Regions from separate parts of the Sus scrofa genome. Here region 1 is linked to region 2. The links are chromatin contacts, called in public HiChIP or PLAC-seq maps. All regions are on one chromosome and are shown on one strand. Each heading gives the region's core, a stretch centred on a gene start, on an enhancer-like site or on the middle of the called end of the contact. The rest is flanking DNA. Distances are from core to core; before and after follow the strand shown. Region 1 holds the start of PHKA1 (phosphorylase b kinase regulatory subunit alpha, skeletal muscle isoform). Region 2 holds the start of HDAC8 (histone deacetylase 8).

What was found. HiChIP or PLAC-seq counts read pairs in DNA pulled down with a chosen protein or histone mark.
Region 1: an H3K27ac HiChIP or PLAC-seq map of alveolar macrophages shows a contact between it and region 2. The contact joins the promoter of PHKA1 here to the promoter of HDAC8 in region 2. A contact is called at or near these places in 1 of 5 promoter capture datasets (liver), 1 of 47 Hi-C or Micro-C datasets (embryonic fibroblasts) and 2 of 2 datasets of contacts at active chromatin or transcription factors (alveolar macrophages and skeletal muscle).

What each region holds. Positions count from the first base shown.
Region 1 is chrX:58,580,257-58,586,129 of Sscrofa11.1, reverse strand. PHKA1 (phosphorylase b kinase regulatory subunit alpha, skeletal muscle isoform) reads left to right here and starts at 2,914. Exons shown (of 32, transcript XM_021080697.1): 1 at 2,914-3,420; 2 at 4,439-4,597. The coding sequence starts at 3,343.
Region 2 is chrX:58,447,814-58,453,001 of Sscrofa11.1, reverse strand. HDAC8 (histone deacetylase 8) reads left to right here and starts at 2,392. Exons shown (of 11, transcript XM_021080459.1): 1 at 2,392-2,846; 2 at 3,382-3,434. The coding sequence starts at 2,622.

The DNA of each region.
Region 1 (5,873 bases), core at 1,665-4,164, 130 kb before region 2:
AATAAGAGAATAGCTCAGTTAACCAGAACATCTACTACAGGGAAGATTAATGCAGACATTAACATAAATTGTAAAACCATGGAAAACATCTATAAAATATGAAGTTTAAAAAATTTTGGAGTTTTGCATGGACTTGGAGAACAGACTTGTGGTTGCCAAGGGAGAGGGGGAGGAAGTGGGATGGACTGGGAATCTGGGGTTAATAGATAAAAACTATTGCATTTGGAATAGATAGGCAATGAGATCCTGCTGTATAGCACAAGGAACTATATCTAATCACTTGTGATGGAGCATGGTAGAGGATAATGTGAGAAAAAGAATGTATATATGTATGTGTGACTGGGTCACTTTGCTATACAGTAGAAAATTGACAGAACACTGTAAACCAACAATGGTGAAAAAAAAATCATTTTAAAAAATTTTGGAGTTTTGAAAATTAGTATGATTAAAACTTCCAGGTAATATAAGGGAGCAAATATAAAATATTCCCATGAACCTGGAAATAAAATTTTATTTGAGAATTAAACTATAAAATTAATGTGCAGTGAATCCAATGGCTTCCAGACAGGCGAGACTTGACTATCTTTTGGTTGGATAATTTTGACGTATCTAAAGGAAGAATGCATCCGCAAACTATGGAAATGTAGACAGTGGAGAGTCAGTGAAGCCAACAAAGACAGAGCAGTCTCGTTACCTAATTTTCATGTGCCTTAGTTTCTCCATCTCTAAGAAGGGGTTAATAATAGTATTTACTTGGTAGAGTAATTACGTAAAACAAAATAGTACTTGGTAGGGTGTGAGGCTTATACATTAGTAAAGGGAGGGAATGTAGTGGCCAGGCTAATATAAACTGTCACTGTCCTATTTCTCCTTAACAACCAACATCCTGGTTTTCCCACATCAGTGTCTCATGAGGTAATCAGCATGAGTCAGCCTCCTGAGTCAACAAGTTCAAGGACACTGAGGAGATCAAGTTTCTAAGACTGCAGGACAGAAAGGCCCAGCCTGGATTGAGGTTGAAAGCACCAATGTAATGCCATCCAGCAACAGCTACCTTTGGCATTCCTAATCTAGGATAACTGGGGTGGGGAGTAGGGAAGTTCAATGCGGTAGGAATAAAAATACTAGAAAAATTAAAATATTAACAGGTGGTTGTTTGTAGTGATTATGGGTGATTTGCTTTACTTTTCTGTACCTTCCTAATTTTCTTAACTGACCATATATTACTTTAATAGTTTTAAAACGTTTTTTGCTTTTTAGGGCTGCACCTGCAGCATATGGAAATTCCCAGGCTAGGGGTCGAATCGGAGTTGCAGCTGCTGGCCTACAATGCAGCCACAGCCATACCAGATCCAAGCTGTGTCAGCGACCTACACCACAGCTCATGGCAACGCTGGATCCTTAACCCACTGAGCAAAGCCAGGGATCAAACCCTCATTCTCATGGATACTACTCAGATTTGTTTCCACTGAGCCACAACAGGAACTCCCTTAAAAACATTTTTAAATGATGGTGAGGTGAAGTAAAAGAGAGGGCAGTAGCTTCAAGGGTACACAGCTAGAGAAAGGTCTTTTGAGGCGACAGGCCAAGGAGGAGATTTCAGGGAGTTAAGGACTAGAAAGAACAGGGGCAGTCAAGCACTCTTTCCTCCAAAATGAAGTAGCTTTCCCCGGGAAGACTTTTTCTCCCTTTGTACACCTGGGCCTTAAAGTAGCTTGATATTTGCCAGTCATGGCATTTGCTTAGCCAGTGTATGCAATGGAAATTATTTGCTTGAGAATTTTAAATGTATCACCATATCTAACTATATCACCGACTTGGCCGTTGAACGTTCCAGATCTGAGTTCTCGAGCATTCCCTCCTTCTTCATCACCAGCACCAAATATTTACTAGTCAACTTCCAATGTGCCAGGCTTCACGCTAATTTGGGTCGGGGTGATGGTGGGGGTTGGAACGGAGGAAAGACTAAATTTAGAGAAACAAAAAGATAAACGAAAATGCAAAATCACTGTGGCCTTGGTGAGTTGGCTAAAGAAGGCTTAGAACCGCAGATTCTTAAGTTGGACCTGAAAGGTCAATCAGTCTAAGTCTCTTACCTCGCGATTCCGAGAACAGGAGGCACTTAAGCCTTGCCTTGAAAGACATGCAGTATTTGAATAATCCGAGATCAAGATGTGGGGTTTGGGCCAGTAAACAGACGGAGCAAAGACCCTGGGGCCGGGCACCGGGAAGGGTGTGGACCGACTACTCCTGGGCTAGTGATCAGCGTTACCTACAGGTTTATTTTCTATCTTCTCTTTCTGTCTTTATTTTCAGCTGAGTCTTTGCAGCCTCAGCCTTGTGACCTACGTGCGCACGCGGGAGCCTTCCAAAGCCGCTATAGAATCTCCTCCAGCTCCTCTCCAGCCAAGGCAATCTTGAGCACCGCTCCTTCCCAGCCCAGTTCCCGCCTGGGTCACTCATTTTCTCAAAGCCCACCACTGCCCTCTCCTTCCCAAGCGCGCTGATTCGCCACTTTCTAAGGAATAAAGTAATTTAGGCAGTTGTTTCTACTTTGTTTTGGGTCAGAGTTAAGAGTTTAATCTGAGCTTTGAGTCAAAAGTATAAAATACAATAAAGACCCGAAAATTCCAATTCTTTAGACACCGAAGGCAAAAGGTCGTTCTTTCCTTTTAGGTTTGAAGTTACAATAGGTTCCTAAAATTAGTCCAGCAGAAGAAACAGGTTGCCCCAAATCCTGTGTGTACAGCAAGTGTGGACAACAGAAATAGTCATTTGAGGTGTTTCGAAAATAAACCCTTGATAGCACATTGCATACGGTGACACATTCTCGGCCTCGGGGCCGGTGGGGGCACCAGGGGCGGGGCGAGGGCCTGGGGGCGGAGAAAGTCCCCGGGCGTCGCGCGCAGCTGCAGGGATCCACGGCGTCCGCCCCGCCTCCCGGTTGTCTTTCGCGCAAGGTGGAGGCGGAGTCGCGGCCGGTGACCTGCTGCTGCCGCCGGCCGCACGGAAGACTGTGCCGCGGGTCACTCGGGTCTCCAGGAGTGGAGCAGAGGATGCAGAAGGCACCCACAGAGGCCAGACGAACTTGAGGAAGGCGGCAAGCGGCCCCGGAGGCACTTCGGAGGCGCCCTGGACTGCGAGAGGCTCGGACGCCCGCCGGCGGGTAGTGGCTGCGGAGGCTGTCGTGGCCGGGACAGCCCGCCCCAGGCCTGAACAGCGATAGGGCCTGGCACTTGAGCTTACCACAGCGAGGGTGGAGCTGCGTTGAGGTCTCTTTTCTTGGATAGACCGTGGGCTCCTGTGGCACTCTGTTTCTGAGAGGATTGGAAACCGAGCGGGATGAGGAGCAGGAGTAACTCCGGGGTCCGGCTAGATGGCTATGCTAGGCTAGTGCATCAGACCATCCTGTGCCATCAGGTAACTGGAGGGGTGTCACCTGTGAACTCGGAGGGTGTGGAGTGTGACAGCCTGGACGGAGACCCTAGGTGAACCCGTGTGTGTTGGCGGGGGGGGGGGGGGGCTGTGTGTGTGTGTGTTTTGCAGGTTCTCCCTCCCCCTAGCTGGGGAGGCTGTAAAGGACCCTGAAGAAAAGCTAGGTGTTGGGCCAGGAACAGAACCAGAGTTAGCTGTGAGTTCTGAGTCATGGCTTCTGAGCACTCCCCTGTTCCCCCCGTGCCCGAAACCACAGCTGGGTTCCAGGGGCCAGAGTTGAAAGATGCCGGGTAGATTGTTTTTTGGCACTGCCCCCCACCCCCGACCCATGCTTGAGCTCTGCCTCCTTCCCCTCCCGCTGAAGAAAAGAGGTAGGGGAAATTTTAGCCATCTTAAAACTAGACTGTTGGTGAAGATCTGAAGTACACTGTGTATATTGTTTTGTTTGTTTTTGTCTTTTTTAGGGCCATACCTGCAGCATATGGAAGTTCCCAGGCTAGGGGTTGAATTGGAACTGTAGCCACTGGCCTACACCACAGCCACAGCAAAGCAGGATCCGAGGCAAAGCTGTGACCTACACCTCACCCAATGCCAGATCTTTAACCCACTGAGCAAGGCCAGGGATCGAACTCACTTCCTCTTGGATACTAGTCTAGTCGGGTTCGTTGAGCCACGACGGGAACTCCCCATGTGTATATTGTTAATCATAATTTTTCTACTCTTTTAATGGTGATTTTTTGTTGGTAGTTCATTCTTTCTAACTGAAAAGTTAAAACACTGCCTTTCTTTTAAGAATATCCACATTTCAGATTTAAGTCTTCAGCCAGCTCTTTCCTCTTTTTTGAGATACATGCTTGCACTTAGAAGAAGAGAAGATTATAAAACTTAGGAATGAGGAACTAGAGGGAAAATCAAAGTCCCTGAGTACCCATTTGAAAGATTCTCTTTCCTCATTATTAACACCCTATGGTTACCTGCCTGTCCCTTTTTCTTGTCTTTACAGAATCCAGTGACTGGTTTGCTTCCAGCCAGCTTTGATCAGAAAGATGCCTGGGTCCGGGATAACGTGTACAGCATCTTGGCTGTATGGGGTCTGGGCCTGGCCTATAGAAAGAATGCAGACCGGGATGAGGATAAAGCAAAGGCCTATGAACTGGAGCAGGTACTCAGGATAAAAATACAAAGAGATCTGGAGCTGGAGGGAGGAGGGGCAGGAATGGAAGGAAATGTAGTCCACAGAAGCTAAGAGAAGTGTCCTTTGCCTTTTTCCCTCTTTCTTCACCTTGCTGAAATTACATTCCAAAGAGCTTTCCTGTATTGTACTGAAATTTTTTTTTTTGCAGTGAAAACTTGAAACTTGCTGATTCAGGGGGAGAGGGCACAGTCTGTTCTCTTACAGTAGAAAATCCTATCCTCAGGTCTTTGCTAAAAGTCTGTAATCCTCTTTCCAAGTAATGTATTTTGCAGTCTCCAGCATATTTATTCTTATTGCGAAGAATGTCTGGAGGCAGGTATCTACCATTTTACTTTGTTTCTGAAAATGATAGGTGGTATTTATATGAGCGTAACTGATACAAATTAGCTGACTTTCCCAACTAGACATAAATACTTTATTTGTTGACGTTTACACCTTTGGTCACTGTTTCAGAGTCTGTTGTAAGTCCACCCCACCACCACCCCACTCATGCCCACTTCACCCCATCCTTCTGGAACAAAATAAGGCTAGAGTCAGCAGATGCCTTTAAGCCAACTTTTAAGGCCCTCCCCCCGTAAAGAAGCATCCTCTATAGAACTGTTTAGACACAGGTGCTACATCTGCTTGAATGACCAAGAAAATAACATTCTGGGCTACATGGGACTCGTAATGTTGAGATACTCTGCTGTCAGTTTTAAGGTATATGTGAATTCTTTTCCACTAGTGGGAAAGATTCTCTCCACACCAGTCATTTTCTCACATGGTCTCCGTCAACTTAGACAATCTGAGCTCCATTCTTCATCTATAAATCAGAATATTGAGATTTACTTGTTTTTAAGGACAACAGCATATTATAGGGCTACAGTCCTAGGCAATAGGGAATTTTCACTGTTGTCCTCTGCAAAAGTAGGTATTTGTTATTCCCTCAAGCTATTATTGAGAGGTACTTAGGTCCACCAAAAATAATTATTGGAGTATTTGCTCTATCCCAGAAAGTACAGATCAATATTTTTTGACTTATAGAAAACATACATAACCATTGTAAGAATTTGGAAAATACAGAAGAGTGTTAAAAAAATCAATCTGTAATCCTACTGAAAAAAATCAATCCAAAATCCTAATCCTACTTTAATGTTTTGCTATTTTGACCTCAGTATTTTGTATGTTTTGTTTTGCTAGAAATTAATATTAGTGGAACAATACCCAAGATTTTATACCCAGTACAATTTAACCAATGTCTTTT
Region 2 (5,188 bases), core at 1,143-3,642:
CTACCCTGTGCCTTGTTTCTCCCTCTCTGTTTCCATTGGCCCTACCTTGCTTTAACTTATTATTACTTCCTTTCTGAACCATCGCAGCACTCTCACTGCCTGTAGTCTTTCAATAACCAATCTTCCCTACACACTATTGCTGTAGAAATCTTTTAAGATTTCTAGTTCAATATCTGCCCATTTCCCACAGGATGAGGTCTATTTTCTTTAGCTTAGAATTCAAAACACTTAAAGAGCCGGCCCCTTCAGTTAAGCTAGACTAGAAATGTTCTTTTTTTGTTTTTCCTTATGCCATTGATTCTAGTTAGCATGCCCTCTCCCGGCTCCCTTCTTCACCCAGTAAAATCCTATCTCTCTGCTAGGTCCTTCTCAGATGCCACTGAATAAGAAACCCCTCTAGTTACCACTTACTAAGTACCAGTTAGTAAGTACTTAATGCTATTTATTAAGTAATCTAAGAATACTACATTTATTACCTGACTCTGCATTGCATAGGGCTTCTTGTGTATTTGTCTCAACTCTACAAGTATGCAAATTCCCTGAGAGCAGAGAACAGATTGTAATTCATCTTGAGGATTGAATCCTCAACTGTACTGTACACTTAGTTAATATCAGATAAAATTTGGTAAATGATTGAATGATTGCAGAACTTTGAGTTATTTGCTATGGGAAAATATTAAAGCAGCATGTGGGCTTACATTCTACCTAAATAACACATCTCAGGAGGAAAAAAAAAAAAGTCCAGAATCCTAAGTATTGATAGCATACTAAATGGAGGAATGAACAAAGTTAGATTTAACACAAAGTCATCCTGAATGAATCAAGGTTATATAGTAAAGGGAATGTTCAAAAGCTTTAGCATCAGGCAGGGTTTTGATTTTTAATTTTTTTTTTTTTTTTTTTTTTTGTCTTTTTGCTATTTCTTTGGGCCGCTCCCGTGGCATATGGAGGTTCCCAGGCTAGGGGTCGAATCGGAGCTGTAGCCACCAGCCTACGCCAGAGCCACAGCAACGTGGGATCCGAGCCGCGTCTGCAACCTACACCACAGCTCGCGGCAACGCTGGAACCTTAACCCACTGAGCAAGGGCAGGGACCGAACCCGCAACCTCATGGTTCCTAGTCGGATTCGTTAACCACTGCGCCACGACGGGAACTCCCAGGCAGGGTTTTGAATTCCTACTTTTCCGGTTGTAAATGTGTGACTTTGAACAGTTATTTTCTCTATCTAAACTACACCTATAAAATGGGCATATTACAACCTCCTTTCTAGGACAGTTGCAAGGATGAAATGAGATATTTCATATGCATAATAAATGCATATTGTAATATTCAAAAATGTTTAAAGAGTAAAATTTTATTTTTTTACTTATTATTTATTTATTTGCTTTATAGGGCCGCATGTGTGGCGTATGGATGTTCTCAGGCTAGGGGTCAAATAAGAGCCTGCAGCTGCCGGCCCGTGCCACAGCCACAGCAACATGGGATCCGAGCCGCACCTTCAACCTACACCACAGCTCAGGGCAATGCCAGAACCTTAACCCACTAAGCGAGGCCAGGGATCAAACCCATGTCCTCATGGATACTAGTCAGGCTCGTTACCACTGAGCCACAATGGGAATTTCCAAGAGCAAAATTTTAAAAGCAAGCCAGATATTAAAGAAGGTAAGGATATTGGGTTATCTGAGAGGTGTTAGTAAGGTCAGTTCCGGTTGATGTGAGAGTTGGGGACTTGGGCTTTGGCTAGTTTGCATCAGATTATAGCAGCCCCCGGGGAACCTGGAAATACTGATGGTAAATCTAAACTGCTTCAGGATGCTCTTTAATGTGAACCCTTATACTAAACCTAAAGTATTTCCTTAACCCTTGCATAACTGCAGAGACAAAAGGAGGGAGGGAATTTTCGAGGAGTGATTTTTCGAGGAGTAATTTGACATCATTGCTTGACTGGGATCTAACAAGCATTTTACAGAGTACCAGGCAACCTCTCGGGAAAATACTATCAGCTTTGCCAGAGTAAATTGTTGAGATTGTTAACTCTTATATGGACATAGATTGTTAATGATGAAAAGCATCGAACTAAGTTTGGCACAGAGCTGACCTGTAAACTTTTCAAACCTTTGTACCATGAATTAGTCCCGCACCTAAAAAAAGCCCATCTGATGTAGTTGAGTGGGCTCTTAGTGGCCACGTTGGGTCTGTCTTTAAATATTTATATGGGTGTATTTGCAGATTGAGACAATTTGTAAAGAGTTGAGGCTACTTTTTTTTTTTTTTTTTTTTTAAGCACTAAAACTCAAATTCGTGGCTATTTTAGTAATTAGCCCGGCTCTTCCTCTACTCAAAACCCTTGAAACTACATCTCCCAGAATGCTCTGAAGCTGGTCTGACCTCATCTCAAATGGCCCCGTAGGGCAACAAGGATGGTTAATTTTGACCGTGCTTATTTGTGCCATAAAATATCGATCCTAACTGGCAGCTATTTGGGCTTTTCTATCTACCGACCTCCAGTTTTTGAACTGCAGCCACTAAATGAAGGGGTTCTGGCCTGAGAAGGCTCTGCATTCCTTCAACTGGATGGGGAGCGGGGACGGTGTCACCGGCGATTTCAAGAATAGGAGGGAATGTTGACCAGGGAGCACCGCTGCGGCCGATCAGAGGAGCAGGAACCGGAGCCCGGGCTGAGTCCGAAAAAAGCCGGATCCGGACGGTGGCTCCGAAACGGCTGTAAGTGGAAGATGGAGGAGCCGGAGGAACCAGCGAACGGTGGGCAGTCGCTGCCCCCGGTTTACATTTACAGTCCCGAGTACGTTAGCATGTGCGACTCCCTGGCCAAAGTCCCGAAACGGGTAAGAAATGTTGGGATGAAAGACCATGGGTTTGGCGGTTTGTTGGCGGGGGGTGGGGGGGGGGTCGGTGTACGGGAGGACACTAGGAAGCGGAGAGGATATAGGACTAGGGAAAATCTTCAGCAGAAATTTGGGCGGCTGTACCAGGTGATGGGGGAAGTGTTCCCTTAGAGAGTTTCCTGAGACCGCAGAGGGGCGTCCAACGGACAGGTGGGGGTGGGGTAGAGGTGTGGGGGAGGGGATGGCACCGAGGGGATGGTGTCCTTACTGTCAGGAATCCCTGAAATGGAGAGAAGAAGCTGCAGGAGAAAAGCGTTCCATCACCCGGATAAGGCCTGATATCGTTCGCCTTAGCAGTTTAGATACTTTGTATCTGTATTGTCTAAAGTGCTTTGTAACTGTTAAGTAAAAAGAAGCAAAGGGCATTAAAAGTTAGTTCCTTTGTTCAAGATAATGAAGATGATGGGATTTCTCCCGACTTAAACTTTTAAGAGACTATTTGCTATTTTTTTTTCTTTTTTGCTGATGTTTTTAGGCCAGTATGGTACATTCCTTGATTGAGGCATATGCACTGCATAAGCAAATGAGGTAAGTTATGCTTTGAATGGCTTTGATGTTCATAGCCTTCACTTCCTGCTTCACAGGGGGGCTAATCAGAGAGAATGGTCCTTTTTAAAAAGTTTTTTTTTAATTCTTATTTTTTGGTGATTCGCAATATTTGTAATCTACCTGTGATCTAATAAAAGCTATCAGAGAATTAAGAAAACTAAAAAAAAGTGCAAGAAGCAGTTAAGATATAGGACTTTATTGCTGGGAGGGAAAGTATCCTGAGGACAGGTGTTTTGTGGAGGTTTGGGGGTGAGTACATTTGGGTACTAAAACCTATATGATAGAATAAAAGATTTTCAGCTGAGGGTGTTCTGGTTTGGGGTGTTTTTCCCTAAGCCAGATCTGAGGTATGGGTTCCACTTAAGACTTTTAGACATACCATCACCACTACCAAATGTTAACGATGAGCTGAAGACAGTTAAGACCAAAGGAAATTCCTGGAACCAAGGCCAGAACTCAGTACAGTGCTAAGGGCTTCTTTAAAAAACATGAACTTGCTGTTTGTCATTATCAGAGTCAATATTAGAACCCTGACACTGGAGTTCCCATCGTGGCGCAGTGGTTAACGAATCCGACTAGGAACCATGAGGTTGCGGGTTCGGTCCCTGCCCTTGCTCAGTGGGTTAACAATCCGGCGTTGCCGTGAGCTGTGATGTAGGTTGCAGACGCGGCTCGGATCCCGCGTTGCTGTGGCCCTGGCGTAGGTCAGTGGCTACGGCTCCGATTAGACCCCTAGCCTGGGAACCTCCATATGCCGCAGGAGCGGCCCAAGAAATAGCAAAAAGACAAAAAAAAAAAAAAAAAAAGAACCCTGACACTTGTGACATTTTCTGACCATTAGGTGAGTGTCAGAATGCTGGCTGGTGTGATATGCTTCATTTATCTCTCAGAAAGTAATGTAATAGACTTTAAAATTTTATCCTATTGTTAATCAAATCATTTATTAAGTACCTTCTTTATGAATAATTTTCAACCATTTCAACCCATATGTTTGGTAAACAGAAAAACTATATGCCTTCCATTAAAGTTACTTAACATTTCAAAAAATTACTTTAAGACAAAGAAGAAATCAAAGCAAAGCAAAACTGTCTATAATTCCCTTGCTGCTAAATAGGGAGGATTTCAGTAAGGATTTGTTAAAGAAGGAAGGATACTAGAAGAGGGAGCACTTAGGTTTGGGAAATATGGTTCAAGAAACTAAAATTTTTATCTTAGTGGGCAGAGTTGTCGCCTATGAGGGCATAGACATTTTCTCAAAGAAGAAGCAAGACTCCTTGGATCCTGTCTCTGTATATTTAATTTTTGAGGCTGAGTCTGCTTGATGAAGGTAGTAGCCTGTATAGCCATATTAATTCACAAGAAACTCAGAGGTATGTTCCCTTTCAGCATAAAAAACAAAAAACAAAAAAAATCACTACTGCCTCCCTGTGGCCTAGGTCATGCTCTTCCAACTTAAATGTGCATGTGAATCACCTTGTTAAAATACAAACTCTAATTCAATAGGTCTGAGGGGAGGCTGAAGTTCTGCCTTTCTAACGAGCTCCCAGGTACTTTGAGTGGTTAGGGCTTGTGAGCTGTAGTAAAGTCAGAAAGAGGATAGGGGAACGAGGCAGCTAGAAGTTAGAGGTGATTAAGCCGTGTTGTCACTCCTGTCACTTCTTGTGAGGAGTTGGTTGAGAGCTTCTGAGTGAAGCCCAGTTCCAACCAGCTTGCACCTTCTCTCCTTATTCTCA